Linked DNA regions of Zea mays: regions 2 and 3 are each linked to region 1. The links are chromatin contacts, called in public Hi-C maps. All regions are on one chromosome and are shown on one strand. The core of a region is the stretch at or near the end of the contact, and the rest is flanking DNA. Distances in the headings are between cores, read along the strand shown. Region 1 holds the start of LOC542164 (elongated mesocotyl 1). Region 2 holds the start of LOC103636296 (calmodulin binding protein PICBP). Region 3 holds the start of LOC100272726.

Region 1 (2,700 bases), core at 149-2,648:
GCAAACTCGCAAAGAACATATGTGGACAGGCATTTAACAGGAGAATGACAAAGATGACCGACAACTGCAGAATAAGGGAGTGTTTGGTTTCTAGGGACTAATTTTTAGTCCCTCAATTTTATTCTATTTTAGTTCCTAAATTGTCAAATATTGTATCTAGCAATTTAGGAACTAAAATATAATAAAATGGAGGGACTAAAAATTAGTCTCTAGAAACCAAACACCCCTTAAAACTAACAATAGTCTGTTTGTGCTCTTTGAAACACTTCTCTATGGGCTGTGTGCATCCTGTTACAGAGATCGTGGCGTGTTCAAGATGATCGTGTCTTATCGCTCTCAGAGCAACTCCAATAGTTATGTAAATTTTAGCTCTCTAAATCACAGATTTAAGAAGTTGCTAAATGGCTTTTGGAGTAAAAAAAATGTGAGTTCTCCAATAGTTCTCTAAATATATGTTGTAATTTTGTTTTGTATTTATCCACATAAAAAATAAGTCACAAAAACTATATAATGCAGTCAACATTTTTGTTTAGGGAGTTGTTAAATGGTTGCTAAATGTAGAGAGAAAATGAGGTTAGATGACAAGTTGTTAAATTTAGAAAGTTCATTTAGAAAACTGTTGGAGAATTGTTGGAGAATAGTTTTCATGTTAACTACCTAAATTATTGATTTAGGAAGTCTTTTAGAGAACTATTGGAGTTGCTCTCAGTGCAACTGTCTTGAATTTTTGCAAAGGCTTCCATTACCGAAAAAAGTAAACAGGTAAAGAAAAAAAAAACTTCCCAGTCAGATCAGTACTATGCCGGTATGTAAAAAATGACTAAAAAACAAACTTCTAGATTAACCTATCTACAAACAAGCAGACTGATTTCCAGGTTACAGAGCAATGGATTCGTTGATGGTAGGAGCATGCACAATCAGACTGAGATCAAGCACAAAAGGTTCATCCCAAACTTTTCCAAAGCAGCTACTAGGAGCATCTAGCTCTGTTTGAACGATCCTGCTAAGCTTAAGGGAGGACATTCTCACATGAGCAGCCACGAAAAACCAGCAGAGCTTTTCTCACTATTCGTAGATGCGGTGGCATGTGGCAAGTTGGAACAGTAATTGTATCAAAATCTCCATGAATCCAGAGCTAGAGCTCCCCTTCAATGGAAGAAACGGGAGCCCATAGCTAGTAGCTCAGGCTGTCAGGCAGCTGAAGAACGTATATGAGAGTAAGTAGTTGGGGCGAGCAAGAACCTGGGACGGGTGGGGGACGAGAGTGGAGCGGTGGCGGGTCTGCTCCAGCGCGAAGTGGACGAACTTCTGGTACGAGCAGCCGGACCCAAGGCCGCCGCCGCCGCTCATTTCAGTGGTGAGAGCAAGGGGATGGAGCTTGGGAAGAGCAGAGAGGCAGGGTGGGAAAAAGCCACACGTACGCGGGGACCTTTCCGTTTGCATCCACAAGCTTTCGTCACGGATTTTTTTCGGAAAAGAAAAGCTTTCGTCTTGCGTACCAGCGTTGTAGCTAATTAATATGTGATGTAAATTTGTAACCATCATCTACTTTGAATGGTGCTTACGTTCATTATTCTTTTTGTTTGTGGGTGAACTAATCTCCCCGTTCTAAATTATAAGCTATTTTATATTTTTTAGAAAATCAAAACATCTCAGATTTGATCAAACTTATAGAAAATATTACAGATACTTATGGTATAAAAATCTGTATGCTATAAAAATACAATTGATAAAAAACTTTAATAATACTAATTTCGTACCATAAATAACATTGTCTTGTTATATAAATTTGTCAAACTTAAGATACTCTGACTTCTGGTAAAAAAGATTGAGTGGCTTGTAATTTAAGATGGAGGAAGTAATTATGAATAGTGAGATATCTCACGTGACTTTTATACCTTGTTTGACTTTAGCCCATCATTATCGTTCTTCTAAACAAACCCATATCGATTGGTAGACATGTCAAACTAGTCTTCCTAAACACTCACTCGTAAGAGCAAAATGTGCACGAAATGTTTGCGTATTTTGTAGTGCGTTTCAAGAAAGATAAAATTAAATTGTATGTCTTGTTATCGGTCGATTCATCAAAATTGTTTAGATTTTCATTGTGACACGTAGCAACGATTATTGCTCCAACTCATGCGTGTATTCCTCTTGTTGCTGGTCGCCCTCACTTCAACCTGTCTCAGCCAGCCTCCAAGACGGAGATGGCAATGACCTCCATCCTCAATTCTCCGGGGTAAATTTTTTTATTATGTCTAGTTTGAGAGCCATAAAAATGGAGGGGGTTAAAGAGGATAAAATCCTCTGCTTATTCAATTTTGAATAAGAATAAGATTTTAGCACATCTAATCCTCTCCGGTTTTTTACTCCCAAACTAGCTTTTACAGAATGGAAAAGGGAAGCTTTCATCTCCTATGGTATGTAAATAGAAAATGAGTTCATTTTTACACGAAAAACACATGAAACGAAAAAAAATCCTCCACTTCAAACGAGCCCTAAGACGAGACGGGATCCCTGTCAGAATTTATCCCCTCGGAAAACGTGGATGGGAAAGAGGTTCCTAGAGATTCTAGTGGGTAAAATTTTTCGCCACTAGAACTGAGACGGGGCTATTCCCCGATAGACCGTTGTCATCTATACTCTCATGTATAGATGACGAAAAATTTCTCATTTTGCCGCTCTCTACCGTTGACACCA
Region 2 (2,881 bases), core at 89-2,588, 160 kb after region 1:
CCTCCGGCCGGCACTGCGCGCGTTCATCAGTAATTCAGATAACGCATGCAAATGCATACTGAACAGGACTGCAGTAACGATGAAGCATATGTACCTTGGTATTGAGCCCAGAAACGAGCGGCAGCGCGGCCGGCGGGGTCGCTGGGGAGGAGGGGCGACGTACTTCACGATGACGAGGGACTCGCAGACGGCGCGGTCGCCGTGCAGCAGCACCGGCACCTTCTTGTGGATGGGGTTGTTCTCCAGCAGGTCTTCTTGGATGAACTCGTAGGGCACTCCCTTGATGCGCAGGGCGGCCTCAGCACGGTGCACGAACGGGCTGGCGAAATGGCAGATGAGCTTAACATCATAATTTTATCTGCTTTCTCCTTTCTGGAGTAGCTAGCTATGTTAGCTTGGCCATACAAATTAATGTCTCGACGACAAAGAGCTGTCAGCATGCATATATCTTTCTTGCTTCTTCTTCTCCAAGAGAATGACTTGTGTTATCAGTGATATTATTATGTATGCCTTTCTTCAGTCATCAGTTGCAGCTGGCTTAAGTTGCTTCGGGCCGAGCCTACCACCTATTGAGATGGCCCATAACATATTTGGGCCTTCTTGTTCATGGTTGGGCCATGAACTTCTATTGTTTCTACTTCCCTTTAATAATGTACTACTCCCGTCTGGTAAATAATGTAATTTTGTTTTAGACTTAGCCAAAGCATCTGAAATTTAACTAACAATATGTTTGACACTGCTCAGCTTCACAAAAAACTAGCTTAGCTTTATGAACTTTAAGACCAGTTCAGTAAATTTATATAAAACAATCATATTCAAAGTTGTTTGACTTGCTATATCAGAATTGTAATGTACAAAGCAACACTTGCTTTGCGTTCTCTGTTGCTCCGTCGGGATGAACACTACGCGCTCTACACTCGTCCCGTGTCCATATGGCCAAGCCTGAGGCAGCTGTACTGTATTACTACTATCCAACGCTTGCATTTGTTCGTTGTTCTTGTCGCCAACCTGCCATTTACCCTCTGGATTTCTTTTTTTGTTTCGTGCAGGACGGCAATGCTATGCATATGTATGATGCAATTGTTTGCTAGTCATCTCCTCTCCCAAGAGATAAGAGCCCGCTTAAATGTTCTTTTAACCATCCAATTATCAATCATTGGAGCGTGACGATTTTTTTTAAAAAAAATTTGTGGTTTTTCTATAAAACTAAATTGATTTCTGTAAAGTCTGTTGGATTTAACCGGAATTCCTGGCTGCGAAGTTCTTTTGGACCTTCGAATATGATAACGGATGAGGGACGCCACATGACCCGGTGCACAGGGTCCCTGCGCCACAGAAGATACGACGAACGCATTCAAAATCCAGCTCCCCTCCGAAGTCCGAACGCTTCTTGGACGATTCTTGAAAGCGTCCAGCCACGCCGCCCTCGCCGCCGCCGCCCCCTTCCGAATCCAAAGGAACCCGAATCTCGCAACGATCACCACCACCTGACCTTCCTTGTTCGCGTCGCCCCAACCCTTGCCCGTCCAGGAGTTCAGCGAAACCTTCCCTTTCTTTGGCCTTGCCTTGCCTGCCTCCCTTCCCTCGGTCGCCGCTCGGATAAGCAACCCGGAGTCCCGGACCGCTCCAAGAAACCAATAAGTCCCCGCGCCATGGTGCTGAGGAAGCCAGCGCGCAAGAAGCCCAAAGACCCCAGCGCCGTGCCGGCCGGGGGTCCGGGAAGCAGGGGTCGCTCTGGCGGCATGGCCCCGGCGCCGCCGGCCCCCAACTACATGAGGGCGACGACCTGCTCCGGCGCCAGGTCCAGCGCCGCCGCCGCGCCGCATCCTCAGCCAGGGAGAGAGAAGGCGGTGCTGACGGCTGCGGCGCTGCGCGCGTGCAGGGCCACGTGCTCCTCCGCCATGAAGGGGCCCGGGGCCGCCGGGTCGGCGGACGCCTGCCCCTACGCGTACTGCTCCTTCAAGGGCCACGCCCACGCGGCAGCACCCGTGCCGCCCCTGGGCGCCTTCGTGGCGGCGCGGAGGCGGCTCATCAAGACGCAGCAGCGCATGAAGCTCAAGGGCGCCTCGCCGTTCCGCAACGCCGCCGCCGGTCACGGAAGCGGCTACTTCGTCGAGATACGCGCCGGCTCGGACGTGACCAGCAGCGATCTCTCGTCCGACGAAGTGGGGCGGACGGAGCACGTCGTGTTCGGTCCCCTGGGCTGCTGCGGTGGCGACGCGGAGGGTTCGGGCGCTGCTTCCGTGGACGGGTCCTGCGCGTCCAGCGACGTGATCTCGGCTGGCTCGTTTGAGCCGTCGGGGACGACCAAGCATCGCGGCCTTGAGGAGAAGAAGACCTTGGTGGACCATGGAGGGGAGGACATGGGTGACTGCAGGTCTGACATCTCCGAGGAGCTGGACGTTAAACACGGAGGAAACAATCCTCAAGGTGAGGTTTCCAGCAATGTTTCCGCGAACCGTATCGCTCGTGCGCACGTTGGAATCGAGCAGCAGTCCTTGATGCATGACGAACCATATGGCGATTTTGCAGGTGGCGTGGGTGGTGGTGCTCCAAAGGAATCGTCGGTCGATAGCGTTTCCAGCTCGCTCAGTGGGATAAGCTTTGAAGATGTTAGCTCTGCCTGTGCCTATGCAGCAGCATCCTCTCAGCAGCAGAACGGGTCGAGCATTGCCAGGAGGAGGAGAACATCTGAACAGGGTGTCAAGCGAATGCGTCCTTTCAAACCCAGGCTTCCGAATTTCCTTCCGTCAGAGAAGGTCGATCTCAAGCATCAGTCGGTGGGCGATCCCAGAGCCGCTGAGGAGTGGATGCTCGACTACGCTCTTCGGAAGGAAGTGAAGAAGCTGGCCCGTGCTCAGAAGAGGAAAGTTGAGATGCT
Region 3 (3,045 bases), core at 126-2,625, 220 kb before region 1:
TTCTTTCCAGCTGACAGCAGGATGCATGCTAGCAAATTGCACAACCTTGCAGTACGTTGCCCTTGCACTGCACGACGGAAAGCCAAAGCCATCCACTATCAACCCGTGCTGCTTGCGCTGCAACAGTGGTGAGCGTGGGCGGTAGGCGTGGCCATAAAAGAGAAGAGAAGTGAGGCAGCAATGGCGTTTCATTCGGATGTGGTAGATAGGGAGAGATAAAAGAAGACGATGCCTCTTCACCTCTCCTACAGTGGTGGAAAGATAAAGTGAGATCTCCGTGCAACGAACCCTAAGGGAGAAAGGAGAAAGCGCGGCAGCCGCAGCAGCAGGCCGACGGACGGACAGAAAGATGGATGGATGATGGATGGACAACGGGAGAAAGAGAGCAAGGAGCGCACAGGTTCGCACGCGTGCATGCGCAGGGCGGCGGCGACGAAGAAGGCCGACCACTCCCTGCCCGGTGCCTGGCGCGCCTGCCTGCTGGTACTGCCGCGGCTCATCATCCTTCACTTCATTTAAAAAGGGCGGACGGCGGAGCGGAAGCAGGAGGGGTACAGAGCGAGATCAAATCAATATAATGCTGCAGAATGCTCGGCAATCCCAACATAACCAACCCCAACTCCCATCTTGATCCCCACAATAATCCTCAATTCCCTCGAGTAGCAGACGCGAAAAATAAATTGGAAGCCGTTTTTTTCTTCCGTTTTCTCCCTTTTAATTAATTATTTATCTTTCGTCCGGCTGGACGGAGAAGGGGAGCAGGAAGAAGAACAGGAGCCACCAGCAATGGAGAAGAAACCAGCAAATCAAGAATTGAAGTCGGAGAGAGGGAGCGAGCGAGGGAGACGCTCGAATTATTGGTTACCTGGGTGAGGAGCGCGAGCTCCTCGACGCCGAAGGAGCGTGCGGCGGCGAGCGTGTCGAGCGCGAGGTCGACGGCGGCGGCGCAGTGCGTGTGCCAGCACGCGCGCTCGCCGCAGCCCGGCCGGGGCTCCCCCTTCTGCGGCACCAGGGACACCTGGCCGCTGTAGAGGAACTGCAGCAGCAGCAGGAACACCTCGTAGCTGACGGAGTTGACGGGTATGACGGCGGCGCCCGGCGCGGCGGCGGAGGCGCCGCGCGGGGAGGAGGTGCCGGACGGGGAACGCGGGCTGAGGTGGTCCAGCAGCAGCGCGCCGGGCCCGGCGGCGGCCTGCTCGGCGCCGCAGAAGAACTTGCGGAAGAAGAGGCTGCGCGCGGCCAGGATGCAGCGGTGCGCGTGCACGAGGCGGCCCTCCACGTTGAACGTGACGTCGCTGAAGGCCTGCCCGTTGATGAGCAGGTTGAGGTAGTCCATGGACAGCGACTTGAGGGTGTCCTCCATGGGCGGGCGGCCGCGCCAAGCAGCTGCTGCCTGACTCTACTCGGGTCGGTCGATCTCCCGCCTCCGATCCTGGCCCGGTCCCCCCTTGCTGGGATTCAGTCGCTAGCTGGTAGCGACTAGCGGCGCGGGTGGTACTGCTAGTGCTAGCTAGTGTGGCGGCGGAGGCTGCTGCCGAATTGGGTGGGTGGATGGATGGATGAGAGGAGGTGGAGTGGAGACTAGAGAGGCGAGGGGGACGGGGACCAGCACGGACAGAGAGCAGCTCGATCGCTTTGGCACCTGCTGCTTCGGCGACTGCCACCGACGCAGCAGCTGCTTTCTTGGCTCGATCAGCTGTGGTCCTGCTGCACGCAGACGCAGCTGCTCAAACTCGAGCCGCCGCCTGCGCTGCATCCTTCCTCCCCATCTCTTTGCGTCATCAGCTCCTTCTTCTTCTTCTTCTCTTCTGTCTGGCTGTCTGTCACCACTCACCACCACTTCCTCCTCCGATCCGATCCCTTCGGTTCTGCTTCTTCACTACTGCTACTTGTTTGTTACTTTTTTTTCTGCTTCTTTTCCCTCCGTCCTCCCCCCTCTTTCTCTTGCGCGTCTCTCTCCAGAGAAAGAGAGAGAGAGAGGTGGACTGGAGGCTAGGCTACTGTTACTGTATGTGCCAGCCCATGCCGATGGAGATTTTTTTGGAGGGGAGGGGAGGCTCAAGGCTGTGTCGCAAGGGAGGGGGTTGAGGCGTATGTATATGGGGGGAAGAGGAGGCAATCCGGGTGGCTGTCCTGCCCGCCTGGGGGCATATATAATTGGTGCGCTTAAAATATGTTGCATGTCAGGGCAGATCCAGATTAATGTAATCTGGTACGTAACATGCACGCTCACAACTTCAAACCAAGCATTTGCAGCCACCTCGTTCCATTCTAAATTACTTAAGCCCTGATTTTTAAGAAACTGGTTTATATAAATTAAGATGGTTCTAAACATACCAGTTTATAATTTAGTTTATAAAAATTAGATTCTCAGTTTCTTAAAAACCAAGAAACTGGTCTCTGCTAGCTAAAAAATTAATTTTTTTACCTTAAAACCTCGGTTGCTTCCAAACGGAGCCCTAATCCGTCACTTCTATTTTTTTATGAATATACAACTTTTATTATATATCTGAACAGAGTACTGCGTATTGCGTATATAATAACATAATAATACTCATCTACAAATAACAGTAAACAATTTGCAATTTAAAATGGCAGGAGGACGTAGCGTGCGATGGAAATCAAAAGAGTTACTTGCTTCGGCAGTTTGACCTTATAAATTAGAAATGCCATAAATGATCGAATTATCTGCTGCTCGGGCTCTTGCCTGCGCTGGCCCTGTAGCACATACTAAGAGCCAGAACGAAGGAGTGATTAAAAAAAGAACGACTGGTTTCGTTAGCTATTTGAAAGGAGGAAAAAAGAAAAGAAGCTCTTGTGAATACTGTATACACATAGTGCGTGAATAGTAGATGTGTCGGGGAAACTGATCGGTAAGTACATACAGATTTAGGGCATGTTAGGACCAGTTTTGGATTCTTTTAAGGCTCTGTCGTTTACGTCGGATTGCACCCGGATTCGTTCCATCTAAACAAAGTTTATATAAATTAGAGAATCAATTCCGGTTAGGAATCGTTCCGATCCACTAATCCGACAGAAACGAAC

What was found. Hi-C and Micro-C count contacts between places; a contact is called where the count stands out from the background.
Region 2: a contact with region 1 is called in a Hi-C map of tassel, with 3 times the contacts expected there. The contact joins the promoter of LOC103636296 here to the promoter of LOC542164 in region 1. A contact is called at or near these places in 3 of 25 Hi-C or Micro-C datasets (ear, leaf and tassel).
Region 3: a Hi-C map of tassel shows a contact between it and region 1, with 4 times the contacts expected there. The contact joins the promoter of LOC100272726 here to the promoter of LOC542164 in region 1. A contact is called at or near these places in 2 of 25 Hi-C or Micro-C datasets (ear and tassel).

Annotation. Positions count from the first base shown.
Region 1 is chr8:164,965,543-164,968,242 of Zm-B73-REFERENCE-NAM-5.0, reverse strand. It overlaps LOC542164 (elongated mesocotyl 1), which reads right to left and starts at 1,398. Exons shown (of 8, transcript NM_001111786.1): 1 at 1,243-1,398. The coding sequence starts at 1,350.
Region 2 is chr8:164,800,777-164,803,657 of Zm-B73-REFERENCE-NAM-5.0, reverse strand. It overlaps LOC103636296 (calmodulin binding protein PICBP), which reads left to right and starts at 1,338. Exons shown (of 3, transcript XM_008658652.3): 1 at 1,338-2,430; 2 at 2,533-2,881. The coding sequence starts at 1,653. It also overlaps the pseudogene LOC103637457.
Region 3 is chr8:165,188,424-165,191,468 of Zm-B73-REFERENCE-NAM-5.0, reverse strand. It overlaps LOC100272726, which reads right to left and starts at 1,375. Exons shown (of 2, transcript NM_001147179.1): 1 at 866-1,375. The coding sequence starts at 1,363.